Linked DNA regions of Sus scrofa: all the other regions are linked to region 2. A link is a contact called in public HiChIP or PLAC-seq data. All regions are on one chromosome and are shown on one strand. Each heading gives the region's core, a stretch centred on a gene start, on an enhancer-like site or on the middle of the called end of the contact. The rest is flanking DNA. Distances are from core to core; before and after follow the strand shown.

Region 1 (3,720 bases), core at 148-2,647, 210 kb before region 2:
GATTGAGCATAAAGCAGCACTGCAGCGGGAGCTCTCTCGCAGGTTCTCTGCCGCAGCCTCCAAAACGCTGTGTGTGCGTCTCTGTGCACTCTCCTGGGAAGAAGGTTCTTGTTTCCACACGGTTCTCAAGCAGGGGTGCGTGTCCACACTGGTGGAGGACTCCAGTGCAAATTCACTTCACCCAAGTCCTGGGGTGAGACCCTCCCCACCCGGCTGAGGGCCACACAGGGGTGACGCAGGGTCCCCCAGAGCTGGACGGGATTGCCCCCGGCTGGGCCCTGGCCCTCTGCCTCTCGGACACCCCGAGGTGTGGGAGTCTGGGGACCTGGGAGAGCTTGTGTTGGAGCTGGCGGAGCACCTTCCAGGTGATGTTTATACCTGAGAACAGTTCAGAAAGGTGAGAGGAGCCCTGAGGAGACCCGTCCCTGAGGGGGGAGTAAGCACGGGCGGCTCTAGAACATTCTCTCCCAGGGTCGAACCTGTGGTGGGTGCGATAGGGAGAGCGTAGGAGTGGCCTCTGGGAACTTTCCCATGGCCCATGGAAGGTTTGCTTCCACCCCAGGTAATGTTCAGGCTCCAGGGACTCCAGCCAGCGGGAGCCGATGCGAGGTTGACCCTGGAGGGTGAGACAAAACCTTCCTTCCGAGGGAGCCCAGGGGCAGCTTCCCCAAACTGCCCACTGGACTGGCCTCTAAGCTTCTCCAAGGCCAGGGCTGCGTCTTGTGTGCCCAGAAACCAACAAAGAGGCAGGGAGGCGGGCTCTGATCCACCCCACAGGGGTCCACGAGGCCCCCACCTGCCCCAGGACCCAACAGCCCCGGTCCTGGAATAGCCAGACCCTCCCCTGCGGCACCAAGCTCATTCCCTCCCTCCCCCCAAGTCTCTGCGCCAAGGTCACCTTCTCAGGAGGCTACCCCCTGCCCTGCTCTGCCTCCCCTGCCCTGCTCTCATGTCTATCTCTGTTCTTATCACCTTCTACTGCTGGATAATTGGCTTATCTGCTGCTTATTGTCATTGGTCATTCCCCAGTGCCCAGAGCAGGGCCTGCCCCTGAAATGGCACTCCATAAATATTTGTGAAAGGGTTGCTTGCATTCTCAGCAGAGCTGTTAGTGAAAGCCTGCTGCAGAGCTAGGAGCTTCACCCGCCCTCATCTTGTGGACAGATGCTATTATCCCATTTCGCAAGAGGGAACACTGAGGTTCATCGCAATTATGCAACTTGCCAAGGTCACACGGTCACTGCAGAACTCTGTTTCACCCCTCAGGGGCCCCGTGAGTCTGAGCGCAGGCTTTGTGTCCTGCCCCAGGGATTTGCTGAGCTCTAAACTGAGTAGTTCCCTGAGCCCCATCCCCCTGGTCCAGCTTTGCTCCCTCGGGGCTGATCCACACCCAGAAAAACCTCTGAGTCAGAAGGATGCTGGGGCAAAGGGAGGTGACAGTGTATTCCTCTCCCTCAGAGTGTCTCTTACCCTGGGGACTTCCTCCAAAAAAAGTGCAAATGCAGCCCGGCTCCGTCTCCACTCTTTCTAAAGGCTTCTCTGATGGAGACCCTTACATTTTTGAATTATTACACATTTACTCCTGACCTGTTCCCTTTAGACCGAAGCACTGTTGGTTTGAGGGAACTGAACTCCCACAGAGCAAATACCAGTATTGTTTCTTGCCCAAAGATGCTGCCTGCCTACTCTTCTGAGACACATCTATATTCTCTGAGAAATAGCAAGTTGGGGCTAGAAAAAGCCCTATTAAAGCTGTACCCTTTACAAAAGTAGAAGTACACATGGGCAATACATGGAAACAGTCAATCTCCCCGGGGAGTTAAATCAGGGGGAAATGAAAGCAAGTCTATTTGGGGAGGGTTTTAGCAAATTTAACACGTGACCCAGGTGGGTGCTGGGGACAGTAGGGAGCAGGGGGTGTTCTGCTGCGGTGACCTGGAGGGCAACTAGCAACCTATAGCAAAGGCTTTCAAATGCCTGTTCTCTTTAATCCAACAATTTTTTTTTTTTGTCTTTTTTTTGTCTTTTTTTCTAGGGCCGCTCTGCAGCATATGGAGGTTCTCAGACTAGGGGTCCAATCGAGCTGTAGCCGCCAGAGCCACAGCAACTTGGGATCGAGACGCACCTGCAACCCACACCACAGCTCATGGCAATGCTGGATCCTTAACCCACTAAGCAAGGGCAGGGATCGAACTCACAACCTCATGGTTTCTAGTCATGAGGGAACTCCAAATTCAACAATTTTATTACAGAAAATAGTCTTTAAAAATCAGCATGGGTTCCCGTCATGGCTCAGTGGTTAACGAATCCGGCTAGAAACCATGAGGTTGCGGGTTCGATCTCTGGCCTCGCTCAGTGGGTTAAGGATCCGGCATTGCCGTGAGCTGTGGTGTGGGTCACAGGTGCAGCTTGGATCCCACATTGCTGTGGCTGTGGCTTAGGCCAGTGGCTACAGCTCCGATTGAACCCCTAGCCTGGGAACCTCCATATGCCTCAGGAGCAGCCCTAGAAAAGGCAAAAAGACAAAAAAAAAAAATCATGAGTGTTGCCAAAAGCATGTATATGTGAACGTTGACGGTAGCATTGTTTATAATTTTAATGCAAAAAAGGAACAGGAAGTTCCTGTTGTGGCTCAGTGGTAACGAACCCCTCTAGTATCCATGAGGATGTGGGTTCGATCCCTGGCTCACAGCCTTGCAGTGAGCTGTGGCGTAGGTCGCAGAGGTGGCTCAGATCTGACATTGCTGTGGCCGTGGTGTAGGCGGCAGCTGTAGCTCTGATTCGACCCCTAGCCTGGGAACCTCCATATGCTTTGGGTGCGACCCTGAAAGACCAAAAAAAAAAAAAAAAAAAAAAATTGGAAAAAATGTCTAAAATAGGGCAACCATTAAATAAATTATGGTACATTTATTTAGGTGAATACTTTGCAACTATTAAAAATAATGTTGAAGAATATTAATGTGGAAAATATATATTGATAAACGAAGATATAATGTAACAAAATAGTGTTATAGTAGCACATATTTATAGAAACAAAACAGTTATAGACATTATAAAACAACTGAAAGTGTTACACCAAAAAGTTGACCCTGGAATAGCGGGCTTATGCTTTTTTCTTATTTTTTATTTTTTTTTTTTTTTGGTCTTACCCATGTTTTGTATATCTTCATCAACATGAAATGCTTTGTGAGAAGAAAAACCAGTTTATTTAAATTAAAAAAATAATAATAAAAGGAGTTCCCTCATGACTCAGCGGTTAAGGATCTGGTGTTGTCGCTGCTGTGATTTCAGGTCACTGCTGTGGTGGGGGTTTGGTGCCTGACCCGGGAACTTCTGCAGAGCATGGGTGTGGCCAAAAAGAAAAGGAAAACTCCAGTCATCAGGAGTTAGAAGTTGGCAGATGGAAGGGAGTTCCCATCATGGCCCAGTGGAAACGAATCCAACTAGGAACCATGAGGTTTCGGGTTTGATCCCTGGCCTTGCTTAGTGGGTTAAGGATCCGGCGTTGCTGTGAGCTGTGGGGTAGGCCAGCAGCTGTAACTCCAATTAGACCCCTAGCCTGGGAACCTCCACGTGCTGTGGGTGTGGTCCTAAAAAGCAAAAAAAAAAAAAAAAAAAAGGAGAACTTGGCAGAGTGAAGAAACACTTTCAGCATTTCCGTGAGAGAAAAAAATCAGAGTTGCTGTCAGGTTTTCCCTTTGGTTTTTTTTTTTTTAAAAA
Region 2 (3,481 bases), core at 500-2,999:
TTGCTAATTGCTGATACATAGTAAGGATATATAGTAAATTAACTTTGTATATTAATCTTGCATCCTGTCACCCTACTTTAATCACTTATTTGTTTCAGGAGGCTTTTTTTGTTCTTTCAGATTTTCTACATAGACAATCAGGTCATCTGTGAATAAAGACTGTTTTATTTCTTCATTGTCAAGCCATATACTTATATTCTTTTTATTGTATTAGCTAAGACTCAGTATGATATTGAAAACGAATGGTGAGAGGGGACATCCTTGCTTTGTACCTAATCTTAGTGGAAAAGCTTCTAGTTTCTCATCACGGTGTCAGCTGCAGGTATTTTTGGTAAATATTCCTTACCAAGTCGAGGAATTTCCCTCATTCCTAGTTTACTGAGAGATTTTTTTGTTTTGTTTTGTTTTTTTCCAAATCATGAATGGATGTTGACTTTTGTCAAACACTTTTCCTGCAGCTATTGATATGATCATGTGATATTTCATTTTTAGCCTATTTTTGTGATAGATTACATTAATTGAATTTGAAATGTTAAACCAAGCTGGCATTCCTGGGATCAATCCCACTGAGGCGCCCTGTGCCGAGGGGCTCTGTGTGTGTGGACTCACACCTTCAATATTTCAGCAGTTGACAACTCTGACTTAGCTTCTAACTCCTGCTTGTGTAGCTCCTCAAGGTCAGCCAGGGGTGAGAGAAGAGGGCCTTCCCAGGGCTTTCCTGGGCCTGCAAACAACCCTACAAAGCACCCTACATGTAGATTCCCAGGAACATGCTGAAGCTTTTCAAAACCCCCTATGGACATCTCATTCCTCAGATTTCCTTTTCAAGGGTTTTGGCCAGCCTCCTGCTTTCTCTGACTGGCATTTTTGCCTAGGGCAGCTGTGATATTAGAATAGTGCTGCTGATTCTTTTTTCTTTCTTTCTTTTTTTTTAAACAAAAGTCCTGGTGTTAGGACTTTCCTCACTTAGCAAGCTCTTAGTCAGATCAAATAAAGATAAGCTCTGTTAAAGGGCTTACCCAGGGAGCTGCCAGAGAGGTCAAACAGTGACAGTTTTCTGGAGATGTGGCTTTTCCAGGGAGCCCCGAGCATGTTCTGCTCCCTCCAGTGGCTGATGGGCTGCTGGTTTTCTCAGTTACCATGGTTTTGAGTCTGTTGGTTTTCAAGGCTACTGTGGAGCTGGGAAGAATGAGATGGGAATAGGCCAAGTTTAAATGCCACTCTTCTGAGATTCAGCCATTTTCCTTAAATAAATGCTCTTCACTGATGCAAGCCTCTGGTTAATTTCCAGAGTTCTGAAAATGTTATTTTTTGGATAATTTTTGCCTGTGTTCTCATTGCTTTTATGGAGGAGCTGATTTCAGAAGTCCTTACTCCACCATTCCAGAAGTGCTTCTTCCATAAGCATTAATTTTTGTACTGTGCTGTAATGTAACATGTTTCAAGACCTTCTGTGGAATATTCCATTTTTGCCCTAAACTTCTGCGCCTTGTGAACTATTTTTTCCTGCTTTTATTCTGCCTTTATTTTTCTTCTAAATGTTAGCCCACCATCTTTCTACAGCAGCTCTCTCCTTGTCAGTATACTACTTCTAACACGCTGCGGGCTTAATAATCAAACAGCGAATCCGTGTAGCAATGTTAGAATGGTTTGCATGGTCCGCTGCAAGAGGTGTGGGTCTTGTGACACTGTGACTACTCAGAAATCACTTTGGCTTCCTCTCTTCTATATTCTAAAAATGAGGTTTCCAGATATCTGAATTTAGAGGAAGTGAGCTGGTTATGTCCAGATCACACTCTTTGCTAAGTCAGATTCATCTACAGTCAGACGCCTAATTCTGGGAGACATGAGTGAAGATGGCTTTGACCAAGTAGGATTTTCAAGGAAGCAGTAACCAGGATGGAGAGTGAGAAAGCTCTGAAATTATGTCACATGAGGAATAGTGGAAAGGTGGTGATACGTCATTGGGAAAAAGAAAAACTTGGAAAAAAAGAAAAACCACTGGAGTATAGGATAGACTGATACAGTAATAAAATTATTCTGTCTCCCTCCACCATAACCATGCCACTTTGTAACAGCTTATAAGCCAAAAAGCATAAGTTATAATGGGACAGATTTTGACTTAGTCAGTATAAAAGAAATTTCTAATAATGAGAACCGCACACTATAACTCACTATGTGCCATAGCCTGAGGACCCTGTATTGGATAGAAGACTAGAGAATATGACAGCCAAGGTCATATCCTTTTCTTTTTTGCGGGGAGGTGGGGGGCGCGCACACATATATGGAAGTTTCTGGGCCAGGAACTGAATCTATGCACAGTAGCGACACGAGCCGCTGCAGTGACAACATTGGATCTTTAATCCACTGTGCCACAAGACAACTAAGGTCAGGTACTTGCAACACTATTTTAAGCATCTAAGATACAGGCTGGGGCCCACTGCCACCCCTACAGAGCTGGCCGACGACTTTAGGCAAGATAAAAAAATATCCAGTGCGAGTCTAGAGTCTCCAAGGTGTACAAAATATTTTTGAACTCTGTCTACCAAGATCTCTTTATGGTCATTAAATTACGTATGAAGTTGGAGGCAAGCTGACTTTACCTTAGGGGTTTACTGACATCTAGTGGTTAATATAAATATCAATATAATCCAAAATGTTAAAGATACGATCATTTCAAAAAATAAAAATGTTTAACAAAATTGTAATTTATAAAAATTATAAATGCATACAATAATAAAAATGTATTCACATTTCAAACTTTTCAAAAAGAATTTAAAATTCTTTTTTTTTTTTTTTTTTTTTTGTCTTTTTGCTATTTCTTGGGCCACTCCCGCGGCATAGGGAGGTTCCCAGGCTAGGGGTCAATCGGAGCTGTAGCCGCCGGCCTACGCCAGAGCCACAGCAACGCAGGATCTGAGCCGCGTCTGCAACCTACATCACAGCTCACGTTAACCCACTGAGCAAGGGCAGGGACGAACCCGCAACCTCATGGTTCCTAGTTGGATTCGTTAACCACTGCGCCACGACGGGAACTCCCTAAAATTCTTTAAATGTTGTTTTTAAACTGAAATTTCAAACTCCAGTATCTTGTTGATTTTATTTATAAGTAAACTTATAAAGCCATTACTGTACCTTTAACTTACATATTTCATTTATGCTACTTTCATGGCTTATGCAAAACAGAAAAATATCATATAAACTATCAATTTATTAAATTTTAATTTGTAAGTTGAAATCACTAAAACAATGAGGTAAATATGCTTTAATTGAAAGGGAGAATTATAGATATCAATCCAATACCATTAACACTTGTTTTTCAGGATAGTGACACCTGATTTGCAACCTTTTTTTTGGGTCTCTGACTGTGAACAAGCTTGGGGAAGGCTGGTTCTGGAACTATGGCTAAAAAAACAATAAATGCTATTTGATCTATCGGAATTAAATCTGTATTTGGGCCTCTTCATAATGCCTTTCTTTA
Region 3 (3,635 bases), core at 340-2,839, 170 kb before region 2:
TCCAGCTGCTTCTGGTGCTTCTCCTCCCGGGCCTGGGCCTTCATCTGCTGCACCTCGATGGTGTCGGGCTTCCTGCGGCGCATGTACAGCTCGTGGTTCCCCATGCAGAGCTGCAGGATCCGCTTGTTGATCCGCAGGCGGGGGGCATAGAACACAAAGTCCTGCAGAGCGGAACAGGGCGGACTTGGATTCGGGCCCGGAGACACCTTTCTCTAGCTTTCTTCTTCTGAACCTGACTTCACAAAGTTCTGGATAGCTTTTCTAAGAGAACAAGCAGCAACGCGGAGGGGGCCAGTGGGGGCTTCACAGTCATCAATGACCCCAAACGAAGGGTCGCGTCCTCTCCAGGACCAGCAGGAGCAGTGTGGGCACTGTGGGTGTGCCTGTGCGCAGACACGGGAACCCCACGCGGGACCACCAAGCTTCCCCCCAGCCCAATTCCTCCACAGTGCCAGCGCCGCCTGGCCTTCCGACAAAGGTCCACCTGTCCTCTCCAGCCCCCAGCCCAACCGATTCCTGCCTCGCTCAACTCCTCCTACATGGGCTTCCCATGGCCTCTGCCTCAGCCTTTCCCCTCCCACGATGCTACCAGCACATCGATCGGGTCTTCCATGCCGGCCTCTTGGCCCCAGGACTGGGTAGAGACGCCTTGGCCGGGCGCACGTGGAAGGCCGTCCAGCCCCAACCCTGACCGACCCCTTGTCATGAACTTCGCTCCTTCATACCTGTGGGCACGTCCTCAAAGAGTCCCTCCCCTTGGAATGTCCTGTGCAATGGCAGGCACCCCAGGACATGGCACTTCCAGAGGTCCCTCGTCCTCCTCAGCTGACGTCACTGTGGTGCCCCCGCTGACTGGGTCTGCTCTCCCCACTAGACCGCTGCTCCCTCAAGAGCAGGGCCACCTCCATTCATCTCTCTGTTCTCAGGACCAAACCAATGTTCCGAGTGACAGTTCCTGCAGCACTGCCACACCGACCCCACGACCTTGGACAGATCGTTCCGCCGAGCTGAGCCTCAGCATCTTCAGTTACACAATCAATGGGCTTGTTGCGAGGATTCAATCAGAAAATGTTTACAGTAGGACTCAGAAAGGCGTGTGGCACCACGCAAGTTGGCGGGGACACAAACCCTCGCCCAGACTGCGGGCTGCCTTCCAGAACTGCTGGTAGAGCCTTCTTGAAAGGCAGAGCAGGATCGTAGCACCCAAGAGCTTAGGACTAGTGACTGCACGAGTGTGGGGCACGAGTGGCACAGGGCCTTGTGTCCTAGCTCCTGGGGGCCTGTGTGAGGAACACAGGTGACCGAAGGGGCAACGAAGCTTAGAAACTCCGGCTACAAGTTGTTCTGAAAGGTCTGCCTGCTTCCTCCTCTGAGCCGCAGGGCCCCCAGCAGCCAGACGCCCAACACTGCAACAGGGAAAGGGCGGCTGAAACAAAGAAACAGGGCTGCCCGATCCTAGGGACTGGCCCGGCAGGCTGAGCAACATGCCCAGGAAGGACCGACTTAGCGGCCCGGCCCGGCCTGTTCGTCGTCCAGAAACGCCAAGCAGAGCAATGTCAAGCCCAAGAGCCCACAGACTTCCTGGGTGGGGCCCTCCTCGGGGTTTCACGGCCTTGTTATGAAGTCATCGGGTGTCTCCCGGGGGTGTCTGCGGAGCTGGGAGGGGCAGGTCTTTTTGTTACCCACCCACCCGTCTCTGATTACACAAGAGAAAACAACCGCTTGTGGCGCACAGGAGTGCTACCCAGATGGGCTTCCTAATTATCTGCAAAGAAACTCTGATTTGTGAGAACACCTCTTCAGAAAAACGCCACTTGAAAAAAACCAAAGGTTAGAACTGCAGGCGACACCCCCCAGGGCGTCCAGCCACCTGGGACAGGGCCTGTGAGGCACCAGAGACGTGACGGCGTCCACGTCCACAGCTTCGCAGGAGGCGGGAGACACTCCTCGTGCCGCCTTGGAAGAAGGCCAGTTTCTGACTTCAGGTTAAAAACAAAAGCCACAAACTAACAATTATTTAGAGATTTCCAAACCCGTGTCTCCAGGCCACAGCTCCCGACAAGGCCGGGGCAGGCTGTCTAACCGGCAGCGACGGAGTTCTGAAACCCGAAACGAGGCACGAGGGCAGCTCCAGGAAAGTGACCCGCGTCCCCAGGAGACAGGAGGGAGAGCCCGGGCCCGCCAGGCCCAGCAGGGTGACCCCTCCCATGGTTCCCAGGCTACTGGATGGCTCGCTGCCTTTCCCCGAGGCAGGAGCAAGAGGTGCTTTCGGAGGGGAAGCGGCTGCCCCAGCCCTGCTCAGAGCCACTGGCAGGCCCTGAAGTCCATCACAAGAGTCCAGACATGGCCCCAGGGAGTTCCCGCGCTGGTGCAGCAGGTTAAGGGTCGGCATTGTCACTGCAGTAGCTCGGGTTGCTGCTGTGGTGCGGGTTTGATCCCTGGCCAGGGACCTTCCACTGGTCAGAGGTGTGGGAGGAAAAAAAAGGCAGGCGGGGGGAGGGGGCAGGCTCAGCCAGGGTCTGGCCAAGACCACCCTCCGCTCGGGCATCACTGGGTGGCGACTTGGACCATGGAAACTTGGAAATCTGATTTCTAGGGCCGCCGGTGCAAAGTCTGAGGCCAGGTACAACAACCTGGCACGGCATCTCAAACCAGCCCCAGTCCGGGGTGCAGAGCAGAGCACCCCTCACCCATCCGAAGCGGTCACCCAGCCCTGGCCTGTCTCCGCCGGCTGAGCTGGTATGAGACGCAGCTGCACCGCTCAATTCCCCGCCAGAAAAAGAGCACTGGGCCTGTCTTCACCCATCTCTTCACGGGGAGGGCGCACATCCCAGCACTGCGCCCCCTGCAACCTGCAATGCTTCTCTCTCCCCTTTCCCCCTGTAAGCAATGGCTTCACCGAGGCCAGTTTACAGAAACGGTACACTCAGCCTGCGCAAGCATAGGCGTCACAGGTGCCTCTGCTTGGCGTTTGTGATCACAAAAATTCTCCAGCTTTCTGAAAGCTAAACTTAAGCCATGTTTGAAAAAATAAAATCCTCACAAACTTAATTCCTAAACAATCTACCCAGAATTCCCGCTTCTGTCAGTCAAATTTCTAAAAAAACATTCCGAACCATCAGTAACATCTGGTGAACAGACTGCGGATCTCCTGGCACTCCTGACTGCCTGTGACCCGGCTACACGGGGACCCGCGGTTCACGGTGCCGCATGCAAATGCGACCGGTTACCACGGAGCTGGAGAGTCTGCATTAAATGCTTTATTTAAAATAACTGCGCAACTACCCATGGGGCAGGAGGCCAGACTCTGCCAACAGCAGGGAAGGTTTTCAGCAAAGACGCTACTTTTACACACAGCCTCCAGACCCGTGCTGCTCCCACACAGCGAGCTAACGTCAGCCCTGCGTGGGAGCAGCAGCGGGGACGGCAAGGCCCCATGCTGTCCCGACGTGAAGCATCACGAAGCAGCACTGGAGTCCAGGAGGGCACCCCGACGTCCACAGCCTGGACTGCAGCCCGTGCGTGCCTCCCTAAGCCTGACACTGTAACTAAGGGACAGAAATTACACGAGACGCAAGTCCTTTCTGAGCTGTAATTACAGTAAAATTCAGAACAGGCTCTAAGAAGGGTCAGAG

Evidence for each region. HiChIP or PLAC-seq counts read pairs in DNA pulled down with a chosen protein or histone mark.
Region 1: a contact with region 2 is called in an H3K27ac HiChIP or PLAC-seq map of alveolar macrophages. The contact joins two enhancer-like sites. A contact is called at or near these places in 1 of 47 Hi-C or Micro-C datasets (skeletal muscle) and 1 of 2 datasets of contacts at active chromatin or transcription factors (alveolar macrophages).
Region 3: an H3K27ac HiChIP or PLAC-seq map of alveolar macrophages shows a contact between it and region 2. The contact joins two enhancer-like sites. A contact is called at or near these places in 2 of 2 datasets of contacts at active chromatin or transcription factors (alveolar macrophages and skeletal muscle).

The regions. Positions count from the first base shown.
Region 1 is chr1:8,476,243-8,479,962 of Sscrofa11.1, reverse strand. All of the region lies in intron 9 of SYTL3 (synaptotagmin-like protein 3), which reads left to right. Among named protein-coding and RNA genes, the nearest start is that of SYTL3, 68 kb to the left of the region's middle. Within about 2 kb of position 1,397, at least 12 of the 83 cell types and tissues checked have an H3K27ac peak or open chromatin away from gene starts, as enhancers often do. A contact at or near this core is called in alveolar macrophages, where this site is marked.
Region 2 is chr1:8,271,264-8,274,744 of Sscrofa11.1, reverse strand. No RefSeq gene overlaps it. Among named protein-coding and RNA genes, the nearest start is that of RSPH3, 30 kb to the right of the region's middle. Within about 2 kb of position 1,749, at least 15 of the 83 cell types and tissues checked have an H3K27ac peak or open chromatin away from gene starts, as enhancers often do. A contact at or near this core is called in alveolar macrophages, where this site is marked.
Region 3 is chr1:8,445,210-8,448,844 of Sscrofa11.1, reverse strand. It overlaps EZR (ezrin), which reads right to left. Exons shown (of 14, transcript XM_013992459.2): 9 at 1-161. Among named protein-coding and RNA genes, the nearest start is that of EZR, 44 kb to the right of the region's middle. Within about 2 kb of position 1,589, at least 12 of the 83 cell types and tissues checked have an H3K27ac peak or open chromatin away from gene starts, as enhancers often do. A contact at or near this core is called in alveolar macrophages, where this site is marked.